4 separate regions of the Sus scrofa genome follow, and all the other regions are linked to region 2. Evidence: chromatin contacts called from public Hi-C and HiChIP or PLAC-seq data. All regions are on one chromosome and are shown on one strand. Each heading gives the region's core, a stretch centred on a gene start, on an enhancer-like site or on the middle of the called end of the contact. The rest is flanking DNA. Distances are from core to core; before and after follow the strand shown.

Evidence for each region. Hi-C and Micro-C count contacts between places; a contact is called where the count stands out from the background. HiChIP or PLAC-seq counts read pairs in DNA pulled down with a chosen protein or histone mark.
Region 1: a contact with region 2 is called in an H3K27ac HiChIP or PLAC-seq map of skeletal muscle, with 6 times the contacts expected there. The contact joins two enhancer-like sites. A contact is called at or near these places in 2 of 47 Hi-C or Micro-C datasets (both in skeletal muscle) and 1 of 2 datasets of contacts at active chromatin or transcription factors (skeletal muscle).
Region 3: a contact with region 2 is called in a Hi-C map of heart right ventricle, with 5 times the contacts expected there. The contact joins the promoter of SOX4 here to the enhancer-like site in region 2. A contact is called at or near these places in 11 of 47 Hi-C or Micro-C datasets (brain, embryonic fibroblasts, fetal heart ventricle and 6 more) and 1 of 2 datasets of contacts at active chromatin or transcription factors (skeletal muscle).
Region 4: an H3K27ac HiChIP or PLAC-seq map of skeletal muscle shows a contact between it and region 2. The contact joins two enhancer-like sites. A contact is called at or near these places in 2 of 47 Hi-C or Micro-C datasets (fetal skeletal muscle and skeletal muscle) and 1 of 2 datasets of contacts at active chromatin or transcription factors (skeletal muscle).

What each region holds. Positions count from the first base shown.
Region 1 is chr7:17,062,645-17,068,434 of Sscrofa11.1, forward strand. The region is part of intron 3 of LOC100512907 (a long non-coding RNA gene); the gene reads left to right. Among named protein-coding and RNA genes, the nearest start is that of SOX4, 180 kb to the left of the region's middle. Within about 2 kb of position 4,462, at least 19 of the 83 cell types and tissues checked have an H3K27ac peak or open chromatin away from gene starts, as enhancers often do. A contact at or near this core is called in skeletal muscle, where this site is marked.
Region 2 is chr7:17,348,841-17,354,887 of Sscrofa11.1, forward strand. It overlaps LOC100512907 (a long non-coding RNA gene), which reads left to right. Exons shown (of 7, transcript XR_002346090.1): 7 at 657-6,047. Among named protein-coding and RNA genes, the nearest start is that of PRL, 110 kb to the right of the region's middle. Within about 2 kb of position 2,266, at least 46 of the 83 cell types and tissues checked have an H3K27ac peak or open chromatin away from gene starts, as enhancers often do. A contact at or near this core is called in brain, embryonic fibroblasts, fetal skeletal muscle and 1 more, where this site is marked.
Region 3 is chr7:16,882,966-16,889,545 of Sscrofa11.1, forward strand. SOX4 (transcription factor SOX-4) reads left to right here and starts at 3,869. Exons shown (of 1, transcript XM_013977467.2): 1 at 3,869-6,580.
Region 4 is chr7:17,851,208-17,857,429 of Sscrofa11.1, forward strand. All of the region lies in intron 2 of LOC106504342 (a long non-coding RNA gene), which reads left to right. Among named protein-coding and RNA genes, the nearest start is that of HDGFL1, 160 kb to the left of the region's middle. Within about 2 kb of position 2,479, at least 3 of the 83 cell types and tissues checked have an H3K27ac peak or open chromatin away from gene starts, as enhancers often do. A contact at or near this core is called in fetal skeletal muscle and skeletal muscle, where this site is marked.

The DNA of each region.
Region 1 (5,790 bases), core at 3,212-5,711, 280 kb before region 2:
AGCTTCACATTATTAAATGTCGTTCTGATCACATGGTGACATGTTTCGCACAGGGTGACATATCTGTCCTCCTTTAAATGCATAGGAATTGGCCACAATCTCATTTCACTGGTGAGTTTGCTGAAGCCTTATTATAAGACAGCCAGAATGATTGATGAGTGCTCTCCAGGTAGGGAAGTGCTGCCAGCTTGGTTTGTATTTTGTCTGCCTAAGAGTTTTGCTCCTTAATGTTCTATTTCAGTTAAGAATAATCCCTTTTCATGCTAGTAGCCATAATCACATTATAAGGCATTTAAAAATCCTCATTTCCCAACCATATTTTTCACAGGGTAAGCATTTTTATTTTATGTAAGATTGCTTCTGTTTTTCCTGACACTGGCGGAAAGAGACTCATATTGAGATTTCCCAGTTGAGTGGAAAGAACTTGGGATACCTTCTGGTCAAGCGGGGCAGTGAAGGAGTGATGAGTGGAAATCCTCAGCTCCATCAGAAATGGCAGCCATAGGCCTTTGATGTGATAAGAGACTTCACGTACCTCGACAGTTTCTAAAAAGGAACATGAAAATTTTGCCAGAGACTCTGCCGCCTTGGGTAAGCATGGATCTAGTGAGGCATACCCAGTCCTGCCTCTCCTTGTGTATTCCTTGGATCATGTTTTTGTGCCATTCTTAAAAGAACCGCATATCTCATCCCTGACTGGACAGGCCCAGAGACAAAGATGAGTAGGCCCTTCATAGATAGATACGTATTTTCAAATTGCTTCTTGTGGGAAGGCCAAGAGGGTGGAGGACCCTCTATATCTGGAAAGTGAAAATAGGGAGCTACTTTTTTTTTTTTTTTTTGGTGGTTAATAAATATGAAACAACTTGGATGGAGTTAATTCTCAGGGCACTGGGAGCCATGGAGCATATGCCTTTAATAATCACATTTAATTTTTGTCTATCTAGAACTTGCGCTGCATTTCGCCTCTCCTAGAGTATTTTGAGCAGTACGTTGTACTCCCATCCTTTCTGGGCTTAGGATGTAAATTCTCTGCTTGGGTCCTTCCCCATTCACTACAAAGTATTGAGGAAGTTCACTTGCTCAGGGAGGATGTGATTTTATGATACTGCTCAATTGATTGTACGGTTGTTGCTGTTTGGATTTTTAGGCAGCTCAGATGGTTAGTGGTGAGAGAGGCAGAGTGAATCACTATTTCAAACTAGCAAGAAAACTTATTTTAAATGAAAATTTCTGATTGGTTGCCTAAGGCTGCTACAGGGACCTTAATCTTAGAAAAGATGACTTGGAGGTATTACTCATTTTTATTTATGAAATTAATCATCTGGATAAGCAGTGTTGGACATTTTAAGCAGTGATCCTATGGTGCTTGGTACCTAAGGGCCATATGACTCTAACTGTATAGTAATACGTGGAAACACATTGTATTTATCTCTTTTGACATCAGTTTATTTCCCCTCCCTTTTTTTTTTTTTTGGATTTGTGTCTTTTGATAGTCTAGGGATTCAATGAGATAAGAGTTACATATTTTGGTTTCTTTGCAGAGAGACAGCAAACAGAGGTCAGATTAAGTTCACAAGTATTTGCTTGGCTGCAAATAAGTTTTTTACCAGGTGATGTTGGAGACAAGTTACCAAGGAGCCAAGCCAAGGGCCAGTGCAGAGGAGGAGAGGGAGCTGTGTGTAGATAGATTGCTTTTTTCCCACTGTTTGGTTCCATTCTACCATGAAAACCAAACAAGTTAATTGGTTTTCTTCCTGGGATGGTCTCTTTGACAGACAAGCCCTCAGTCAGCTAATCAAGGAGTTCCCGTCGTGGCGCAGTGGCTAACGAATTTGACTAGGAACCATGAGGTTGCAGGTTGATCCCTGGCCTTGCCAGTGGGTTAAGGATCCGGCGTTGCTGTGAGCTGTGGTGTAGGCCAGCAGCAACAGCTCTGATTAGACCCCAGCCTGGGACCCTCCATATGCCGCGGGAGCGGCCCTAGAAAAGGCAAAAAAAACCAAAAACAAAAAAAACCCTCAGCTAATCCATCCCACTGTCTCGACCTTATATTGGGAAATTCAACTTCCTAATAGATGGACATTTCCAGTTCTTGATTCTCTCCTGTCCCTGTCCTCCATTTATGCTTAGATAGCCATGGAAATGGAGCAGAGTCGGAAGCATCAGACTTCCGATGTAGACTTTACTGATTGGGAATCAGGAGTTGGCTTAGTTAGATGTTAGCTTGTTTTCTTTTTTTGAAGAAAAATGTGTGTGTGTGGAAGGTAGAGTGTGACTTAAATCGTGAAATGTCTGTTTGAGAGCGTAACTTAAAAATGCAACTTACGGAGTTCCTGTGGTAGCTCATTGGTAATCAACCTGCCTAATATCCATGAGGACGTGGGTTGGATCCCTGACCTTGCTCAGTGGATTAAGGATTCAGCATTGCCATGAGCTGTGGTGTAGGTTGCAGACACAGCTCAGATCCTGTGTTGCTGTGGCTGTGATGTAGGCCGGCAGCTGCAGCTCTGATTCGACCACTAGCCTGGGAACTTGCATATGCTGTGAATGTGACCCTAAAAGGACCAAAAAAAAAAAAAAAAAAAAAAAAAAAAAAAAAAAACCTCTTACACCAACAATTGTTATGTTAATGATATATTTACTAGGCCAAAATAAAACTTTTGGGATTTTATGCCTTTCACAGCAATCCAGCTTTTTAAGGGTAGAATTCAGACAGGCTTCAAGGCAGTGAATGAGTTAAGTTTTATTAAACCTGCATTTAGAGATGACATCAGTTAGTGCTCATGATGTGTCACCTCCTATGACCATTTTTAAATGGGTGACGGGCAACATGTTATGACATTGGTCATAGATGAATGCTACCTAAACCTAGATTTTTCTTCAGCTATAACATCAACATTGATTCACATTCTTTGGCTACAGTTCAGTCATTTGAGAAAAGATCGAGAGGCTTTTTAGAAGAACAGCTCATGTACACGTACTGTCTTCTCTAAATACTGAACCATTTCACACCAGGAATGTAAGTTTTGCAGTTAAAAGTCCATTCCATAGTAATTAGTATTACCACAGCATTAAAAAAAAAAAGAATTTACCAAGAATAAAAAAAGGGGGGAGCAGCTAGGGAATGAGGAACAGTCTGGGGTTCTGTTGCTCCTCTGGGTCTGGCAGAGGCTCTGGGCAGCAGGCTTCAGAGCTGGATCAAGGCTGCACCCTAGTTTCTTAACCGTTGGACAGAGATGGAGATATCGGGCCTAAAATCTGGTCCTTGCCCAAAGCCAAATTAGTGTTAGGCAGTATTTCTGTTTGGAACACATTTGTCCTTATTTTCCCTTTTCTCTGCTTGCCTACTGGAAGGGAGAAAAATAATCAGAGGTAGCGCCTGGGTGGAGCCACCCTTTGATCTCAAGGTCCCTGGGTTGAGAGCTCTTGGGCAGGCGGAGGAGGGGGTGGGCCGCAGCTGCTTTTTGTCCTGTGCACGCCCCCCAGGTTCCCTTCCTTCCTCTTCACATGTCCGAAGAGCAAGGAGAAGCCCAGTTGCTGAGCTCGGAGGGGAGGACATAGCTGGTTGGGATGCTGTGACACTGTCAGCAGCAGCTGTGTCCTTTTGTGGGAAGGTGTTGCAGCACATTCCTGGAAGGTGTGGGATGAAAAATAACCCACCTTGGAGTTTGTTATTTGTATGACACTGACATGCGTGCCCCTGAGCTGGGCTGTGCTCAAGTGGGAGGATGCAAGATTCTGGCGAGGATGGATGGGGAGGAGATCGAAGCCTCGGGCTCCATCAGAACGGGAGTCAGCCTCCAGGGGAGCAGAGACCCAACCCTTTGGCGTGGATCTGTAATGGTCCCCAGGTGAATGAGAAAGGATCTTGGTCAATTACGGGAGAATGGAGAAAGCCAGCCAGCCAGCTAGCTTGATTCCTCCTCGGAGAAATAAAACTTGCCACGTGGTCTCCCTCTTCGCCCTGCTGGGGGTGTGGACGAAGCAGTGTGGGGGACGTGGGAGGTTTTCTGCTGGAGTTGATTGAAAAAACAGCTGCCCTCCTCCGCATCCCGCCCCCCCCCCCCCCAGCCCCATCCTTTCTATGGCAGGATGTAACTATGCTGTAAACTTTGGCAGGGGTAAAGCATGCTAATACTTTTTGAAACAGGAATCTTTTTTTTTTTTTTTTTGGCATGGACCTGTTAGGTTAAAGCTGGGACGGTGGTGGGGAGAGAGCTTAGATAAACTTTGATAGAGTCATTCAAGGAATGATTTGTATTCATCCAGAAAAGGGTCAGAGTTCAGTGGGTTTGAGTCTAAAAGAGCCAGAGTAAGATAAGGTAAGGAGCCAGTGTTTTGGAAGTGGCAACGTGCAGGCCAGGACTTGAAAGAAAGCATGTTTGCAGCCCTTCCTTTATTATCATAACCTCTTGAGCAGAACACGCCGTTGGAAACGACAGTAAATGCTTCGCGGCGGATAAGCTGATGACCTAGTTTTTTGACCAAGGGCTCTTTGGGGATCTAACGGCACCGGGAAGAGCTGAGCAGCTTGGACACCGTTGGCCAGAAGTTCTGTGCACCTCAGGAGCCGGGGGCTAATTAGAACCCCGAGACATGGAGCAGCAGCTGTTTTATGGTGTGAACTTTTGCACAGAGGATTTCACGAGGCTAATTCTCCTTGGAAGTCTGTGTGCAAAGTGGTTCTTTCCTGGCTGTTGCTTCATTCTTCTTTGGAGGCCTGTTTTCACTGAGGGAACGTTTGGTGCCAAACCGAGCAATGACCTTCGGGTGCCTGGAGCTGCTGCTGCTGCCGGGCCTGGCCCAGTGGGGCTGGGCCGGGCTGGGGAGGGGTGGGGTCCTTGGGCGCAGAACTGAATGGGGCGGAGGGAGGGTCGTCGTAAGCTTTTCTGGCTCTGGAGGCCTCCCACAGCTTTGGCCTGGAGGGGAGGCCCAGGAACCAAAGAGAAGAAGTGGAGGGTGCCTTGTCGGCTTGGCCCCTCCCTCCTTCCTTCTCTGCCTCTGAACTCTTGGACCCGCTCTCATCCTGTCCCCTGCCTCGTTTAAACCTGAACGCGCTATTTTTTTGTTCCACTTCATGTGTGAGGAGATATTTTTCAGGGCAAAACTTGAGAAATAAGTGAAAAAGTGTCTAGGGTTCACCATAGAGTAGGCATCATTTCTCCCCTCTCCTCCTCTTCCCCTCCTGCCTTCCTCCACAGCGTTTTTTTCTATCCTCCTGCGTGTATTTGCTTTTACCGTGGAACTACTAGACAGAGATGTTTTAGAAAGTAAAATCACTCCCTAAAAAATGCCGTTGAAGACGTGATAGTCTGGGATCCATGCGAAAATGCATTATTAAAAAGGGCTAGGAGGAGTTCCTGTCGTGGCGCAGTGGTTAGCGAATCCGACTAGGAACCATGAGGTTGCGGGTTCGATCCCTGCCCTTGCTCAGTGGCTTAAGGTAAGGATCCGGCGTTGCCGTAAGCTGTGGTGTAGGTCGCAGACGCGGTTCGGATCCTGCGTTGCTGTGGCTCTGGCGTAGGCCGGTGGCTACAGCTCCGATTCGACCCCTAGCCTGGGAACCTCCATATGCCGCAGGAGTGGCCCAAGAATTAGCAAAAAGACAAAAAAAAAAAAAGGGCTGAAGTTCCTATCAGTTAGAATATCAGTTATCTAACTGATTAATAAAAGTTGCTTAAATGATTATGATTACAGAATACTCTAAATCTTGGTATGGTGTGTTTCTTTTTTTAGGAATGCACATCTTAGAGACCTTGAAAGATAAACATACTTTCCTCTTTTGTA
Region 2 (6,047 bases), core at 1,016-3,515:
CAGATACAGATTGCAGGGCGAGATAATAGAATTGGTTTTCCAAGCCTGATCATGCTATGAAGACATGGTGTGTGCTTTTCAGGAATCCGCTTAAGTGGAATCAGCTTTGACTAATACAAACTAGAAATAATATTGCTGCCATCCAGCTAGTGTCTGTGGTACAGCATCCTCAAAATGTCTCCAAGCACCCATGATCTCTTTAGTCTATGTGCGTGTGCATATATGAAAGTCTGGATGCATTTCTTCAGAGATGCCTTTTACTCATTGTTCTTTTAAGGAAATTTCTTCCTGGCAGCACGAGAGGGGCATGTCTCACTTAAGATTTGTCTCCCTCCTACTCCCCCTTGCCTCGGCAACATAGTTGACCACATCAGCAGCCGACTCCAGTTGTCATGTGGCTTCTCATGTGATGCTGGGTCTGCAGCACTTTGGAGCAAAAGCCTTTGTGGCTCGGCACTCATGGACAGTAGCGTTCAGGGACAGAGGCGATTTTGGAGGGGGTGGGGAGGCCAATAACCCGAGAAACGTCAAAAATAAAAGTCGCATGAAGTACTCTGATCTATGTAATTTTTTTTTTTTTGAAATTTGATTTTAACTCTTGCTTTTTTTTTTTTTTTTTTTTATGGTTTGTGTCTGTTTTTTTTCCACCCCCGCAGGCGCCGAGCTGCGCTGTTTTTGTGTTTCTTTCTTTCTTTCCTTTTTTTTTTTTTTTTTTTTTTTTTAAATACCGAAGCAGACCGTCTTTCCTCACAGCTCCAGGGCTGCATCGCTGTGGGCGCGCCAAGCTTCCCCTGGTTACCTGAGCTGCTCCTGCTGCCTCCCAGCCCCAGCTTCGCCACGGTCACCTGAACCCGGCATTGCTGGTCTACGCAGTGCAGAAGAAGGACCTGCTGCTGGAGCTGTGGCCGGGGCCCCCTCACAGCCGGACAAGGGGACTTGGAAGACAGGGTGATGCTGCAGAAGACCCGGGGTGGGACGCATGGGAAGAACGCCAAGGACCGGGGCAGGGGAAGTTAGGAATACTTTCCATCCAGTGCCCACTGGTCCTCTGAAGGGCAAGGGCAGGCCACAGCCCCTTCCTTGCGCCCCCAGCTGGGGCTGCTCCCAGGGATCAGTCTTGATGAGATGTGGTGGCATTTTACCTGGGAGTGGAGCTGACGATGGATAAACCAGGTATCTGACGTGTCTGCCTGCCCGAGGAAGAGGCAGAGTTGGAGAAAGGCAGAGCGAGGGAGCGCCTGAGAAGAAAGAGGAGATGCAGAACGCCGTTTGATCATCTGCCGCTCGCCCTGCATTCTCATTCTAGGAGGATGGCATAATTTACAACCCAGTACATGGATGGAGGAACTGTAAATTGTAGTCTGGATGTCCCCGGTGCTGTCAAGGAAGAAACTGATGGGCTAGGTGACTGTACCAGTGTCCCCAGAGGAAAGAGCAGCCTTGCAGCATGGATTTAAATGCATGTGCATGCATGTAGAGACATGAAAAAAGAGATTTCTGACCATTTTACACAGGAAGTCTGTCACTTGGCTGGATTGGGCTTGATTGCAGCTTGTATTTTCAGCTTCAGCTCAACACCCATTTCCTGACTAGCCAGAGAGAATGGCCAAAGCAGCTGCATGCAGAATTTTCTTGTTAATGTGCAAGCAACCCTCCTCAGCTTTAACTCCTTGAAGTTCTGAGTGCTCTGTGCTTCTCTAGGACTGATTGTAGGGTTTTGTTTTCTTCTTCTACAGATCCCTGTAAACACAGCTGTATTCAGTATGGTGAAAAATTCTGTCCTGTAAATAGAAATCTGATCAATTTAATCAAAATAAATGTATCCCAGATGACTTTGAGACCAGCTGGCTACCACAGGCTTCAGATGCTAAATGTTCAATGGAGACGAATGCAGTCTTATATTTACATGTTTTAGAATTCCCGGCTCAGCCTCTAAATTAAGAAAAGGAGTCCTTTGCTCAGGAAGAGATGGTCCTTACGAGCTTGCAGGTAGATGGCTAGATAGAGGTGCGGGATACCGTTGATGAAATTTGGGATTGCGGTGTTGCGTTTGGAGGGCGCGTGCCATGCGGCAAAAAAGAGTCACACTCAGTATAGAGGAAGCGCGGGATCTCCCTTGCTGTGGGGAGATGCACGTGCCCTGGGACAGCCTCTGGAGAGCTTGGGGAGGCGCTTGTTTGGGCTTTAGATGCATGAGCCGTGGCACCCCAAGCCCAGCTTGGTAAAGGAGTCAGCTCCAGTCTGGGGTAGAGGAGCTTTCCCAGTTGTCATGGGGAGCTTGTCTGGGATGCCTGTCTGGCCCTTCCACTGTTTGTTACTATTTCTACAAAGGCAGCTCTGTGTGTTGGATTATGTTTGGCCAGCTGTTGACGCATTCCTGCGGGTGGGGTTGGGTGGGGATCTTATTACTGTACTGTCCAAACTGTAGATCTGTGTGCACGCACGGGGAGCAGGGAGGGAATGGAAAGAAAGCAGGTTGGAGCTGCTGATCCCTCTTAGCGCTCCCTCCAGATAGTACTAGAGCCAATCCAGAAAGGCTCAAAGTGGGAAGAAGGAGAAGAGAGGACGATGGGGGGAGGGGAGCAGTGAGGGAAAGAGAGTGAAACTGAGCAAGCACATAAGTGAGAAAAACAGACTCAGAACTTCAAAGCTGCAGAGACAAGCAGAATGTCAGCAGCTTGTAATTAGTGGTTCATGGTTGCGTCAGTAACTGTATCTCTCCAAGAATAACTATGTGATGTGTGCCACAAAGTGCAGAAGACAGTCATAACCGAGTTATCAAACCCGGTTCAAACAAGGGCAAATGAATTAGGGAATCTTCTATGTTTGTAAATCAAATACTGATGGATTACACATTTGAGATTTGCTGAATTCTGCATAATTGAAGGCTGAATTATTTATTCATTGGGGAGGTGGGGATACTGTGTATTCATTAAATGAAACTGTGGACCCTTAAAAATGCAGATTAATTGTGTAAGAAAATATTAGCACTTTGCCCCATCAGTGCAAGATATTCCCCCAAATAGCCCAAAACAGCACTGCTCGTCTCCCTTATCTCTGCATCCTCAGGAAGTGTTTGTTTACGTGTTTTTGTGCATTAACATGGAGAGGAGTTAAAAGCTATATTCTGATAAATTGGGTCAATTGAATTTGAAAATGCCCATTTTAGAATTTGAAAACTCCTGTGGGGTTCTGCTTTTTGTTGCTAGCCCTGGTATAAACCTTGAAGGAGCCTTGGTTGTCCTGAAGCCAAACAGCAGTGCCTGAATAACCCCAGGCCAAGTTGGGGCACCACCGTGGTTGAGATTCTAAGGCCACGTTTTCACTTCCCTCCCTTGTCTCTGGTTCTTAGCGATTGCGGTGCGCCCACAGCCCCCACAGAGACACGGTGGGAGGAGCTGATTGGTTGGTAGGCTTAGGATGTTTACTCTTATTTGTTTTCAGCGCTCCTCCACGGCATTCATTGCCTATTTGTATTTGTGTTCACACTGCACAATTACTCCACACCCGCTTTGTTTCTCTGCCCGAAGAGAAGTCAATTTCAGTTCAGCCCCGCTCTCTCTCGGCTTCCTGGGTAATACGCGCATATGTATTACGTTACCCGTGTATGCATTTCCCTTTTTAATGTGGATTAGGGAGACGCGCAGGCAGGGGAAAGCCCTGTATATTAAATCAATAGCTTTTTGAATCCCACGTAATATAATTTAAATATACTTACTCTGAGGTTGCCAAAGCTGACATTGTCGGAGCCCGTTTAATTTACATCTTCGATTTAGTCAAGGAGCGGAACCTGCCAGATCAGAATAGCTCATTCTGTGCACCCAACAGGGTGGAAGACATTATTTTGTTTGTGTTCGTTCAAACAGCTGGTCATTAATGCAGTCCCCATTTCGGGACTGAAGTGCTGGTGGACGTGAATGGCTGCCTGATTAATGCTGCCCCTCCGTGGGTCCTTCACCCAGCAGTCATGCCCGAAGCAGAATAATGTAGCATGATGTGATTGCTCTCTAACAGGGTAGTATGTCATTGTGTCACCAAGCAATTGAGGTTATTATGGGGCAGGGCAGACAGACGGGACAGTGGGGTTACTAGACCGTAGCATTTTTAGAAATACAGGCCTGACCTACTTAGAGTTATTCTCTCTGGCTGGCAGCTGCATGGTACATAAAGTCTTCCTGATAGGCTGAGGCTGTTGCTAGGGGGAATTAGCATGAATTTTTCCACACACAGACTCAGTGACTGAATGATAAAAGCTGACTGGAATTAAGGAGATTTGGTTTAGTATTATACAGATTTATCTGCCCTGGTTTTTTCTTTCTCAAGTGCAGAGGAAGGGTGCAAAATACAGATTTTTGCTTCCATTATTCTTCGTTGACCCTCCTGTTCTCCCCACCCGAAGAGGCACCAGAGCAGGGCAGTTATGAAATTTTGGTTAATGGCTTAGGGTTGGGGTCATGGAAACGATGTTGCAAATCACAAGATATTTCAGTTTATAAAGACTGCTGCTAAGGACTAACAGAAGGTTGGGTTATTTTTCCTCTCCTCTGCACTAAGCTGTTTTGAAGTTGGGCATGCATCTTTCATGCACTGTGTATTTAAACTCTCTTTCCCTTTTGGGCTGGAACAAAACATTTATATAAATTCTTTTCTATCCAAACAGATTGAAGCTTGCAATCTCTGGTTTGTTTAAAATAAGATAGTAAGGATTCCAGATTTGGACAGGGGGGAAAAATATATATGTATGTATGTATGCACTTATATATAGCCCTTTTTTATTACAAAATATTTTTTTCCTGGGCTATTTTGGGTTTGGCTTATTTTTCAAAAGCCAGCCTGTTGTTTATACTCATGGATAAAACCTAACTGCTCCCACCCTACCCTCTTTGCTTCACAATGTACAGAAAGACATAGGTTTTTCTCCAGAAGAAAGAATATCTGCTGAATTTATCTGGATATTGTTTTTCCTCAACGCTGACATATATACTGTGTGGAGAGACTTCACATAATCAGTTTTATAAGATGACCTGTGTTGTTTTCTCCTCCTGTCCTTTCCAAGTGTCTCTGTGTTTGTGATTTTTAAAAGATCTTTTCCAGAGGCAGATTCTTGATAGCTCTATTAAAGTAAATTCAGAGTCCACCAGGAGAAACATAAAGGAATATAGAGTCAAGAACACTTAGATTCTTCTTGTTCCTCATAGTAGACTATCTGTGCTTAAACCACAGTGTCCCTCTGTTACCTTATCTGTCCCTCTGCTGAAAGGAAGCATTGTCCTGCCTTTTTGATTGGAAATTAATTTTTGTGAGAACATGCTGTGATGTCACAAGTACTCACAAGGCTTGGCTGCATTAGGGAGGAGAATAATGTGGATTCTTGTGAACTTGTAACATTGGATTCCTTGGCCCCATGGAAGATAAGTAACTGTAGATGTGGATTTTTCTTTTCCTTTAGGATTTTAAAAGTATTTAGGACTATTTAGCTATAAATGTTTTCAAACAGTGGTTTCCACTTTTACCAGAGACCACAGTCAAAACAAAAAAAGAAACCCATCCATCTTCTTCTTCTCTTTTTTAAACCAGCAGTGTTTATGTTTTGGCATAAAAATATAGTTGATCAAGCTAAAAGAGAGTGTATTTTTTCTGATGTGGTAACTACACACCCTTACTAGCTTTGAGAATCCCCCAAATAACATTTTTTTTTTTTGTAAAGGTTTCCGACCATACTAACAGTCTTTCTTAACTGATTAAAATGCTCATTTATGTTTATTGAATAAAAGATTACCTTGGTGTGCTGTTCCTTCCAAAATGAAGCAATTTCATTTATGACTTTAATAAGTGAACATTTTTACTCTTCTTCATAGTACTTTGTTTGGGTCAGTGGATAACCATTTAAATATTTAAATTCAAAATTAAATGTCACTTTAAATTACAGAAGGGAAAATGTTAGCGTCAGTTTATTAACTTGTTAAAGGACAGATGCTTAATTTTTATATTAGGTGCATCCTCTGTCTGGGTCCCTAGTCAAATTGAATATTGAAATTTTTTTTGCT
Region 3 (6,580 bases), core at 2,619-5,118, 460 kb before region 2:
GTGATGCTGGCAAAAGCCCCATTGGCCAAAGCAAGTCATGTGACCACACCCAGTGTTGATGGGGGAGGATCCACAAAAGGCATAAACATCGGAAGGCCAATTTATCTTAAGAATCTACCACAGCCACTTTGAATTTAAGACTCTGGTATATCAATAGCATTCCCATTCCTTAGAACTTGCCGGGCAGCAGCCCCTCTCCCCGCCCCCCCTCGAGCTCATAATTCACATCTGGGCAGTACTCCCTAGGGAGAATTTTGGAACTTTTAGACAACATTTGGGGTATTCTAGTGAAAAACAACCTGGGCATGCACCTTTAAAATGTATGTTCTTGTGCTATAAATGTTGTGCCTGTTTCTCCTTTATATTGTAGTTTGAGTATTACATTGATTTCAAAAATATATTAAATCGTGGTAGGTTATATTTTCAGCGAATTTTCACCCAGAGTAGTAAAGCTACATTATAAAACACTTGTTCCAACAAGGCAGTGTTTGGGGGCTGATATTTGTGAAATTAATGAAATCCAGTTACTTGCTAGCCCTTCTAACCTAGATTAAGCATCACTAATTATTATTTTTTAAATTGTTATTGTTAATTTTTTTTTTTCCTTTCTAGGGCCGCATGTGCAGCGTATGGAGGTTCCCAGGCTAAGGGTCAAATCGGAGCTATAGCTACTGGGCTACACCACAGCCACGCAGGATCCGAACCGCATCTATGACCTATACCACAGCTCAGGGCAACCGCAGATCCTTAACCCACTGAGCGAGGTCAGGAATGGAACCGCAACCTCATGGTTCCTAGTCGGATTCATTTCAGCTGCGCCACTATGGGAACTCCTGTTATAGTTAATTTTGATCTCTGTGTTGTCAGAAGGTGGGGCAGGAAGCATGGGTGTGTGTGTCTGTCTGTCTGTGTCACCCATACTTAAGAAGGCCGAGAAAAATCATAAAACTTTCATACCTTATACTGCCAGACCCGACACCTCTCCAAACTCTCAAACTGCCTCAACGGTACTTGGTCGAATTTGCTTACAGATTATCGTTTGCACTGTTACAATGTATAACACACGCTATAGAACAGGTGGTGCCGTTCCTGAGCCCAGCAGCTGGAGGAGATGCTCCGCACACAGTAGGAGCACCATAAACATTGATTGACTGACTTCATTGCCTCGGCTGACTCAAGGCCATCCTCTCCCCAGGCAGTACCCTTGTATTTCTCCAAGCCCACACCACTGGCCAGAGAAGCAGTGAGCTTGGAGCAGATGGCGAGTCCCGAGTGCCAGGTGTGCAGCGCGCCCGGCGCGGTCTGGGGCACCGCGTTCTTCGGTGGCCGCCCCACCCCGCCCCTCCCACCCCCACGAGCCGCCGTCTGCTCCGCACGTGACGTCGGGCCTTGGGGGATCCGGGAAGGGGAGGGCGGGGAGCAAGGAGAGCTGGTGCCAGGCGGAGCCCGCGCGTCCTGCGCCCGCTCCTCTCTGAGTGCCCGCCTCTCTTCCCCTCTGACCCGCGTCGCCAGGCAGCCCGTGCGGGCTCCGCGCCTTCCCACCCCCCCTCTCTGCAATCAAGAGCCTTTCTTCCTCCCCCTTCCCCTTTCCTCTCCTTCTCTTATCTGACGTTTTGCTTCGCTTCCCTCAGCCCTCTCCCCAGCGGGTTTCCCTCCCTGGCTGACGCGCCCGCCCCAGCCCGCCCTCGCACAGCCTCCAATTGTAGGTCAAGTCGTTTACTAACGTTGGCTTAGGTTTGCTCTTGTTTAAGCGTTTTTCCATAAGTGAAATCAGCCGCTTTCCCCACGGGGCCCCAACTGTAATTGCTTCTATTTGGCTGTTGAGTTGGGGGTAGGGATCCCGCGGGATGTGCTCCCATCCACACCCCCTTACTGAGGTCACAGGGATGGTTTCAGGGCGCCCCACGGGATGGGGTGGGGGTGGGGCTATGCAGCCCCACCCGAATGCCTGCCCGCGGGCCTGGCTGCCGCGGTAGCCTGCGGAAAGGCAGACAAGCGAACCCGGGGAGGGGCGGGGCGGGGGGAAGGGGGGGAAACAAAGCGAGCAGGAACCCTGCACCCCCACACACATGCTCTGCTTCTAAGTAACTGCGCCTGGGGCGCAGACTCTACCACTGATTTACCTGCCAGCTTCCTCCTCCCAAACATGAGACCCGAGGTCGAGTCACAAGGGGCGTTGGTGTGCCCATGCCTTGGGACCCGGGTGCCGCGACTCCACGATTCCCTCGCCTTTACAGCACGGGAGGCGGCACCGAGGCAGGCTGGCCTCTTCGAAATCCCTGGAGAAGGGACGCTTGAAGGTTTGGGTGCAACCAATTGTCAACCTCCCTTCGTCCTATACAGCCTTTTCCTCCCCCCGCCCGCCGCGCACACGCCCTGCTCTGCCCTCTTGATCGGGCAGCTGCCGGCTCAGTGGAACCGGGGAGGGAGTGCCCAGCCGGTGTACGAATGCCGCATGCCAGCCGGAGCGTGGGTTCCAGACGCACAGCGCGCACGGAACATTTAGGCGTCCAAAGCGAAGGCGCGGGGGAAGCCAGGGGGCCGAGTGGCTGTCAGTTCCGGTCAGGGACGGAACTGGGCACCATAGCCAGGGGCCCAGCTGGCCCTGTGGAGAGGGGAAATGTAGAAGCCGAGCACCCGGGAAACCACCCCCCGGCTAGAGGCGGCCAGTTGCAACTTCAAAGGAGGGCTAGGAGCTGGCGAGGGCGCGGGGGCGTGTGTGTGTGTGTGTGTGTGTGTGTGTGTGTTCAGCTTCTTCCCCGGTCGTAAACCTAAACGGAAGACGGGTGTTAAAGTACTGCTGACAGGATCGCCTGAAACATGTTTACAGTAGGAAAGACTTTCCTCCAAAAAGCACAGCCTGAGTCGATTCCAATTTATTTCCTCCCTGTAACCATAATCGCAAGGCCAGTCTCAGCCGGCGCGGCGGAACGCGGCTGAGCACCATTAATCCCCGCCGAATCCTCTCCGAGCTCAGGGCAGGAAGAGCGCCGAGCCTGCGCCACCGAGTCGCTGCGCTCGGTCAGGCGTCTGGCTGAGACCATCTTTCCAGGAGGAGGGGTATCCGTTGCCAGTCCTTAAGTAAAGCGCGCCTCCTTTGCAGCGGCTCTCGGAGAGAGACTTCTAACTACTTGCAGCTTCAGCAAGATACGGACACGGTAATTGATAACTGCCCGGTTCACTTACTAGACCCAAACCGGAGCTAGCCTTGGCGTCTCCAGTGTCTGGGAGCTTTGACAAGTGAACAGGAGGCCAAAACTGTTCGTTGCCCCAAACTCGATTTATGATTTAAAAAAAAATCATCAAGATTCATCGACACACTCTATAACCTCTGATCATTTAAACTGCTACCTAAACACGTTGGAAGAGTGTGGGATGATAAGGGTTCGGGAGAGGTGGAAGGGGGAGAAGAAAGAAGTCTGACAGTCTCCACGTTTTCCCACGTCTCCATGCGAGTGCAGGGAGGCTCAGCGCTGCCACCTGGCGGCGGCTTCTCCCCGGATTGGGAGCCGGCTGGTGGCAGAGCAAACCCAGGCTCCCAGTGGGTGTGCCCTGCTCCTGCCTCGCGAAATGGGGCAGACAGAAGCTTGTATTTATGCTTCAAATCTCCGTGGCCCAGTGGAAACACCCGTTTTCTTCTTGTTCTCATGAGGATACTGAAAGGAAAGGAAAAATGAGTTGGCGCTGGTATGAAGTGCATACATAAACCTACCAGGTGCCAGTCACTGATTAGGAAGGGGTAGAAAATGGTAAAAAGTTATTAGAAATGCAGGGTTTTTATCTTTCAGTTCATTCTAATAGTAAAAATCATTCATGGACTTCATTTTACCCCCAGACCCTATTTTGATATTTTGCAAATAAGAATTACTTCCATACATTAATTTTCAACATGCCCCCCAACCCAAAGGAAAGTCCAGTTCTAGTACAACTTCATCAGCCCCCCCAAAATGGAGTGCAAATTACGTTTGCCTACCGGATTGAGAAGAAAAGGAGCTTTGGATGGAGGGTTCTTTGCCATAAAGTATGGAACCAAAAAGCCTGAGGCCTTTTAGTTGGCAAAGGCCAAGGACATCAAATTTCTCAGGCTTCTTCCCTATCTACTAAAGTAACAAAGACAAGTATTTCTTTTCTCTTTATTTTCTTTGAACTGAATACTTGTTAGGTCAGAACAGCGCCTACAATCATAGTTTCTATAACCAAGGCCAGGCAAAATCTTGCAAATCAGTGCAAATCCAAGAGATCTGTTAAACTAATTTCCCTTCAGATTTTTTTTCCCCTCACTATGCTATAGGAATATATTAAGCAGTGGGATACAATCTTATTTCTATCTATACCCCATACCATTTTATGGATTGATATTTTATGTTGTACAGGTGTGCGGAGCAGAATAAAAGAACTAGCAGATATTATATTACATCTCAAATAGTTTCATTATTAGTTTAATAAATGAAACAAGATTAAAAATATTTACATTAATTCAAAATTTGGAATGTATAGCATCATTGCTAATAAAAACAATTACTCTATTATTCTAAAACAGGAATTTTTTTTTGCAAAATTATCTTGGTTTACTGTTAATGTGGCTTAAAGAGTAGCATTAAGAATTACTTCATGTACTGCAAAGCCAGCAGAGGGAACACTGAGTACTGATTTAGTAGGGGCCACCAAGTATCTGGTATTTGGGGAAAAAAAAATGTCAGTAATGGAAAATTGGTTACAAAGCATGTGAAGTTAGGTAGTGAGAACACAGAAATCTTTTCTCATTACTTGCTATTCAGAGGCCTAATACATTCCAGTGTGCACATACTCAGTTGGTGAGAAAAATGACTTTAGTAAAAGGCCATTTGTCACATGTTTTGTTACATTTTAAGAGGACTACTAACACATAAGAACAAACCTATTTCAGCAGTCTGTGCATTCATGTATACCCTAAAACTCTTATAAAGTCAATGGAAATTACTAACAATGTATTTCTTTAATTCTAAGAACTTTTTCATTTTTAACTTCTCAGATGTCTTACAACCATGGGGGTATCAGTGTCATTGGCAGTTGTTCTCTCTTAAGGACATATAACAATAGTATGTCTTGAAGACATTACTTAGATTTGTTGAAATATGGGAAATACAGCTAACAATATAAATAGGCCAGTGGCTATTTTTTTTTTTTAGTACACACTTTAAAAAGATCTGTGTGCTTTAAACATAAACAAAACTACTCTGCTTTAACTTCACTTTTCCCTGATAATATTCACTGCTAGAAACATAAACAGCTTGGGAAATATAATCAATTATATTGATACTCACCTTGACTGAATTATCACAAACTAGCTACACCCTCAAATCCTTAGTTGGTACAAGTCCCCAAATAAACATGGTGTTTATTCTTTTTTTTTATTCTTGTGGAAATATTGATTTTATAAATAATAGACCTCTTAGAGTAATTTTTATGTCAGACTGATAACATGTACGGGTGTGTTGTGGTATGCATACCAAAGAAAATGAAAAGCATGATAACACACCCAATTTTGTTATATGCAAAAGAAGTGCCTGCGGGTTTTTAATTTGTTTGTTTGTTTTTAAGATTTGTTTCTCCTTCTAAAAGAAAAAGCATATAACTTGGGTAACTACTGGTCAAAAATTATTTGCTTTTACCCACAAAAACATTCTTGCATGTGGTTAATCCTTAGAGGTCCAGTCAGATGTCTCCAAAGGGTGTTCTTTCCAGTAAAATTCTACATCTGACAACCTGGGCCTCTCGCCAGCCTACATACTTTAAAAGTTTGACAAGATAAATAGAAATCTACTGCCTCGCACTAGTTTGATCTGAATAGAAAGCTGACTTAAATTATGTTAGGTTAGCCCTACCTAACCACTTAGCATTGGCTGATAGAAAAACAGTTTACTATTAAGGTGTTAAGGAAGACCAATTTTTAGTAGAATTTTAATTTTCATACCTTAGACCAAAGGTAATTTTCATGGCTAAATTAGCATGTATTCTGACTACGAAAGCACATTTTCTTTGCTGCGTTCTTCACAAGGCTCTTCATGAAGTTTCTTTTCAAATCATTAGGACAATAGGATTGCTGATGTGGTCCTTGGATAGTTCATGTTTATGATCTGTGATTATTTTTTCACATCAGTGGCCATCCTCAATTTTAGTCTCTTGAACAACATGCTTCTACTAAAGGGAGTGTCTTCACAATGTGAATTAGCCAGGGAAGGACAACAGCATTCACTGAGGGCTTACTGTACATCAAGCTCATTCAACCTTCACAAACACCCTACATAAAGTAGTTCCTACTGTTCCCACATCACAGATGAGGAAAACTGATACTTGTCACATCCCCAGGGTTACAAGACCAGTAAAAAGGACTAGCGACCAGATCTAATATAAATCACCAAATCTAATGTAAATCCAGAGGTTCCATTTTCTTCTGCAACCAGCTACCACTGCCTTCTAGTTTCTCTTTGTCTGGGTCTTTCAGTTCCATTTGATTGAAGCAGCTAATATATAGGAGAAAATATATATAAAGGAAAGGAGGAGGGTTTAGGCTGGGAGAAGGACAGAGTGGAGCAATCTT
Region 4 (6,222 bases), core at 1,229-3,728, 500 kb after region 2:
ATCGCATACACAAAATTGTAAAATCAAACCTTGCGAAGACAAGCTGGAGATTCACAACAGTGACAATTATGGGTTTCAGTTCTTATGACTGAAATTTTTTGTTGCCCTATCATACACAACCAACCTTTAAAAACTCCCACTAAGGGGAAGATAGTTCAAGGTAATGCTGTGTAAGCTGCTGGTTTTCCTAATTATTTCTTGTGAAATTAACAGAATCAGTTGAAATTAATCAGCGTTTTAGTACCAAACCTAATTAACTTCCCAACCTCTCTCTTCACGAGAAAAATTGACCCAGTGTTTGCAAAAAAGGAAAAAAAAAAAAAAAAAGGAAATACAGCCATGTTCTGCTACCATATCAATATCATAATTTGGACTCATCCTCTATCTTGTGATATTAAGGATGGTGCTATAATAAATCCATAAAATTCAATAAAGCGATTGGGAAAAAAAAGGAGAAAAAATTAAGAAAAAGGGGCAATGGTGATGGAGATGGACATTTCCGCTGGGAATATAATGCATGTAGGTCGCTTGAATTTCTGTCACTGCTTCTAAAGATCACCCTCAACATATGCAATTAGTTTTGTTTTCATTTTCAATATTATATTCTGCATAAAATGTGGGATACTCTCAGCAATAACCTTTTATTTGAAAGCCTAGAAATTTCATTCTTCGTTAATTTAACACTAATATTTTGAGTTGGATGTACTGTAAACTTCAGTGTGAGAGCACCTGCCTCTTGAAACCACACTGATAACATGTATGCCAATTGAGCTATTCGTTGGATCCGATGAAAGTTTCTTTCCCTATCGAGAATTTTCCAGAAAGGAATATATTCTGTCTGACACACAGTAACTAACACCCTAGGATTCAAAGATAAACTTGATAGGAGATATGAGGATGCATATGAAAATATGCACTGGCCAGTAACACCACCCAGGTAATGTTAACGCTGGGTGCTGGTTTTAGCAGGCAGCTTGGGTACTGTTCTTTCTGGATCCTTATCTCAGGCTGGCTTAGAGTTGGAAGACTCTAGAACATCTGGAGATGCTCTCCTGGCTATAATTTTGGTTGAGATTCCAGACCAGAGAATCAGCATGCTGTTATCTTCTTCCCAAAAGTTCAATACATTAAAGACAAGGTAAACTGTCATTAGGAAGGAAATGCATATATTTTTGTTATGTTTCAAAGGCTTTATTGAAGTCTATCTGACAAAATTGTAAGATACTTAAATTATGCAATAGGATGATTTAATATATATATGGACATTGTGAAAAGTTTCCTAGAGTCAATTTGACATCTCTTTTCCTACTGTAATTAATGTGTGTGTGTGTGTGAGAACATTTAAGTTTTACTCTCCTAGCAAATTTTAATTGCTCAATACAGTACTATCAACTATATTCACCACGTTCTATATTAGATACTCAGACCTTATTCTTATAACTGAAAACTTGAGCTCTTTTACCATCCCCTGAACATTTCCCTCATTCCCCAGCCCCTGACAAGCACTATCCTACTGTTTCTGAGTTCAACCCTCTGCTTTTACTTTTATTTCTTTTTATTCCACATGTAAGTGATACCATGAAGTATCTGTCTTTCTCTTTCTGGCTTATTTCACGCAGCATAGTGCCCTCCAGTTTTACTCATGTTGTCGCAAATAACAGGATTTCCTTCATTTTAAAAGAAATGCACTTAAGAAAAAAAACAAAAAGATATGTGTCGGGACACAGTGACCCCAGTGTGCCTTTAAAAATAAGAAATCTGCTCTCCTAGGCAGAATCAGGTTTATGACCTAAGAATCTATCTTCTTATACCACATTAAAGAGAAAGGAGAGAAAGAAAAAAAAGGAAAGGAGGGAAAGAAGGAAAAAGGGAGAAAGAAAGAGTACTTAAGAATAAGCTATTTCCTGAGAATTATTGAAGTAGCTAAATTATAAAAGCACATGGAAATCCAGATCCTGTCACATTTATGTAAATTAGCATTCAGTTCTTGGTCAGTCGATTGGTGAGTTCTGCCATTCATTCATTTTTCCAGGCATGTGCAAAGAGCTAAGAGGAGAATGGCAGAAAAGATCCTGCCAGATAAGGCAGGGATTTCAAAACACTGGAGGGACCCTACCCTTAGTATGCTTGGGAATATTTAACTCTCAGCAAAATGATCTCCAGGAAGTGCCCTCCAATATCTGTTGTCCATGCAGCTCTCTTGATGTTTCAGGGATAATAAATTTTGCCTTCTGTATTTAATATTTGTAATTGCTTTCATGTCACAGTCTTTGAAAAGCCATACAAGATAGGGCAAGTTGTGAAAGAGGGTAGTCAGATCCAGAGAGAAAATCAAAGAGAGAAACACTGTCTCACAGGGCTGTAGTTATTTTCTGTAAGCAACTGGCCCTCAGAAGCAACTGGCATGCTTAGTCAGATGCTAAGCCTGTGGGGTGGAAAGGCCATGGCTGGCACCCTTCACAGAGAGTAGTGCCTCTCCACCACGCAGGTGTTCTGGCTCCAGAGGCCTGCCAACTGGCAACCCGATTCTCTGAGGGGATTATGCACAGTTGCTCTTAGTTAAAATAGGACACTTATGCAAACACAGGATCCACTGTTGCTAACTTTTGTTGTCCTCGGTAACTCCCATCCTCTCTGGTTCAGAAATGAGAGAAGCAGATGCAGGCAATGCAGGCTTTGCGATTCTTGTTTTTCTACTTGTTAAAATTGGCACCCACAGCTTCTACAAAGTGACTACACAACTCTGAAATGATGCATGAAATGGGAAAAAATGGAAACAATTTTTGCCCTGAATGCTCAGGTCACAGAAATTACAGACATGGATTCACACAGCAAATAGTGACAAGTCTTCCCTAGCTTCAGCCAAGAGTTAAGCCGACTATGGTGGATCATCCCAATAAACAAGGGACTGAGTCAAAGAGAAGAGAAGGTCTATCTCCTTTGATGCCAGGTGACATGAATCTTCTCAAGTCCTGCCCTTCTTCCAACCCCATTCACCAGGTTTTCTTTTCACCCCCATTGCTTCCCAATTTTTTGCTTTTCCTTTTGCTGAATGTCCTTTTCAAATATTCAGTCTTTTATTTGTGTGCACTCTTCCCTTCCTTCTACTTGTTTTCTCTAAGGTTCCTTATACTTAGCAGCTACTCAGGAAGCATGTTGAAGGGAGACAAGGTGGGAATGGGGTCATGGAACTTAAGGATTTATTTAAAGTTGTCATACCCAGGAGACAAAGCCAAGGGCTACCTATCTTTAGGTGCAGATCCATGTATTCTAAAGAAAGAAAAACTAGGTCATGTCACCATCGTTGTGACTGTCAATCAAATGTGTGCGGGGACACACTTGGGAAAGACCACTTTCCTATGCATTGCATGCTCACACACGTGTAGCCATAAAACACAATCTGAGTTATCCCCCAGCTGTCGGCTTCTATCTCTTTCTCTGTCTCTCAAACCCAAAGAAAGAAATTAAAATGTAAGAGTAGGCACTCTATTAGAAGTGTAACTTTAAAATTGACTTAGAATAAAGAAAAATAAAATGCATGCTGCAATTTAAAGGCTGTATTTCTTGGGAATTGTGCTGTTCAGATGTATAAAGGACGCTGAGGAAATTGGTTATACTCCTCCTTGCTTCTCTTTCTTTCCTTTCTTTGAGAATCAGGAGCTCCCTTGTGGTGCAGCAGAGCAGATTAAAGATCCAGTGTTGTCTCACTGCAGTGGCTTGGGTTGCTGCTGTGGCATGGATTCGATCCCTTGTCTGGGAATTTCCAATGCCATAGGTGTGGCCAAAACGCCCCCCAAAAAACCAAAAGCAAATCAGAACTTGACTTTTGAGGATTCCTTGGGCTTCCAGGAAAGGTGTGAGGCTTGATACCAGAACAGTGGCAAAGAGTTTTGACTGTGGCACCTACTAGTTGTATGAACTATTGAAGTTATTTAACCTTTCTAAGCCTTGATTTTTCTCAGCAAAATTGAAGCAAATCCCTTTTGAGGACTTTGTGAAGTTAGATGAGTTAAGTGTGTTCAACACTTTTGGAAACTAAGCAACTGTGCCTAGAGGTTATTACCTGCCCAGTGACTCTAGCCCCTGCTTCAATTTCAGATGGCTAAACCATGAGAATGTTGTTTGAACTTAAAATTTCACCATATTAGTTCATAACCCATATTTTCAAAGTGAGAAGCTAAAGTCAGTGTAAAGACCCCGTGTCACACAGTAGATAGGAGCATGGACTCCACAGCCAGTATCTCCGAATTCAAATCCCAACTTTGCTATTTGACTCTATTTTCCCGTTTATAAAATGTGCATAATAATATTGCCTCCAGCACAGAATTGATATGGGGACTCTGTAATGTAGAATAGTGCTTGGCAAATATAATGTGCTTCATAAGCATTTGCTGAACTGAAATAAAATAGAAGCGAAACAAAACAAAATAAATCAAATGCGCTCAAGGCTTTTATTACCGCAACTGTTTTCACAGGCATTCTAATCAAGTATCTAAGACTACGAATAGGTGGTCTTAGAGCTTTTGCACCAAGATCAGTACTACAAGTTTTTTATGTTCCAATAAGATTTGAATCTTTTCTATTTTTACCTTCTCGTCCCCAACAAACCACTTCCTGGGATTCATTTTTATTAGCAATCAAACATGTGCTGCTCTATTACATATAGAATTTAATCAATTAATGGAGTTCAACAAGCCATTTCCAGTTGCAGTATTTTGAGAGGCTAATTTGCAAACACCTGAATACCTTGGGAGAATATGGAACAGCCTGAAGTTAGAGCACATGCTTAATCTCAGTGGACTGAAGAGAGAATGATCAGTACGTAAGTATAATCTTTTACTCACCAAATGTCTTAGGACAGATGCTAATCCCCTAATGACTCATGTCTTTATCTTAAATTTACATTTCCAAGCTGTTTTCAAAAACAATTTTGCAGAAAATTTGTTCATGGCTCTAGTGATGTCATGTATACTAGCTTCCTTCTTTACCATGTCCATGCCCTTGTTCACATTTGCAGGAATAAACAACTATTTATGATAAAAACCATTCATCATTCAAACAAAATAGTATAGAAACACCAGCAGGAGCAACATCAAAAAGCAAAACGAAATTTAAAAAGGAAGTATGTGTATGTGTTTGTGTGTTTGTATAGAGGCAAGAATAATTGTTAATTCTCAGCCATTTTTGTATTGTAAAGAGTGCTTTATTCTAATATTCATAGAACACTTAGCAGAACTGATCTTTTTATAACTAATTCACGTTGAAAAATATGATTTAATTGATTCATATTAAAAGTTATCTAGTGGAGTTACCGCCATGGCGCAGCGGAAAGGAATCTGACTAGGAATCATGAGGTTGCGGGTTCGATCCGTGGCCTCACTCAGTGGTTTGAGGATCTGGCGTTGCCATGAGCTCTTGTGTAGGCCGCAGACACGGCTTGGATCTGGCGTTGCTGTTGCTGTGGCATAGGCTGGCAGCTATAGCTCCGATTAGACCTCTAGCCTGGGAACCTCCATATGCTGTGGGTGAGGCCCTAAAAAAGACAAAAAATAATAGTTAACTAGTTGTGAGTTACCATTGTGGCTCAGCGTTAATGAACCTGACTAGTATCTATGCGGGTGTGGATTCAGTCCTTGGTCTCACTCAGTGGGTTGAGGATCTAAGGTTGCTGAAAGCTGCGCCATGGATCTGGTATTGCTGTTGCTGTGGCATATAGGCTGGCAGCTGCAACTCCCATTTGACCCCTAGCCTGGGAGCTTAAATATTCTGCCAGAGCAGCCCTAAAAAGAGAAAAAAAAATTAAATAGTTGGTTATGCTTTAACATTTCCCACATATGACACAAATGCACTTTAATATGTTTCTTTTGCCCTTGAACTCTCAAACATTTCTCCGCATCAGTATCACCTGGAAGGCTTGATAAACAGAGATTTATGGGCCTGTGCCCAGAATTTCTGATTCAGTAGGTCTGGGGTACAGTGCAAGAATTTGCATTTAGCAAAAGTTTCCCAGTTATGCAGATGCTGCTGGTCTGGGGATACACTTTAAGAACCACCATTGTATAGCTCTCCTGTGACCAAGATAACTGTATTTTATTGTGCTAGACAGTGAACTGATTTGGTTCCCTGTGAATCAGTTCCCTTTGCATGAATGTGGTCTGGGCTCGTAACTTGTTTTAAACAGCAGGAAGAGGCAGAAATTGTGCTGTGCCAGTTCTGGACCTG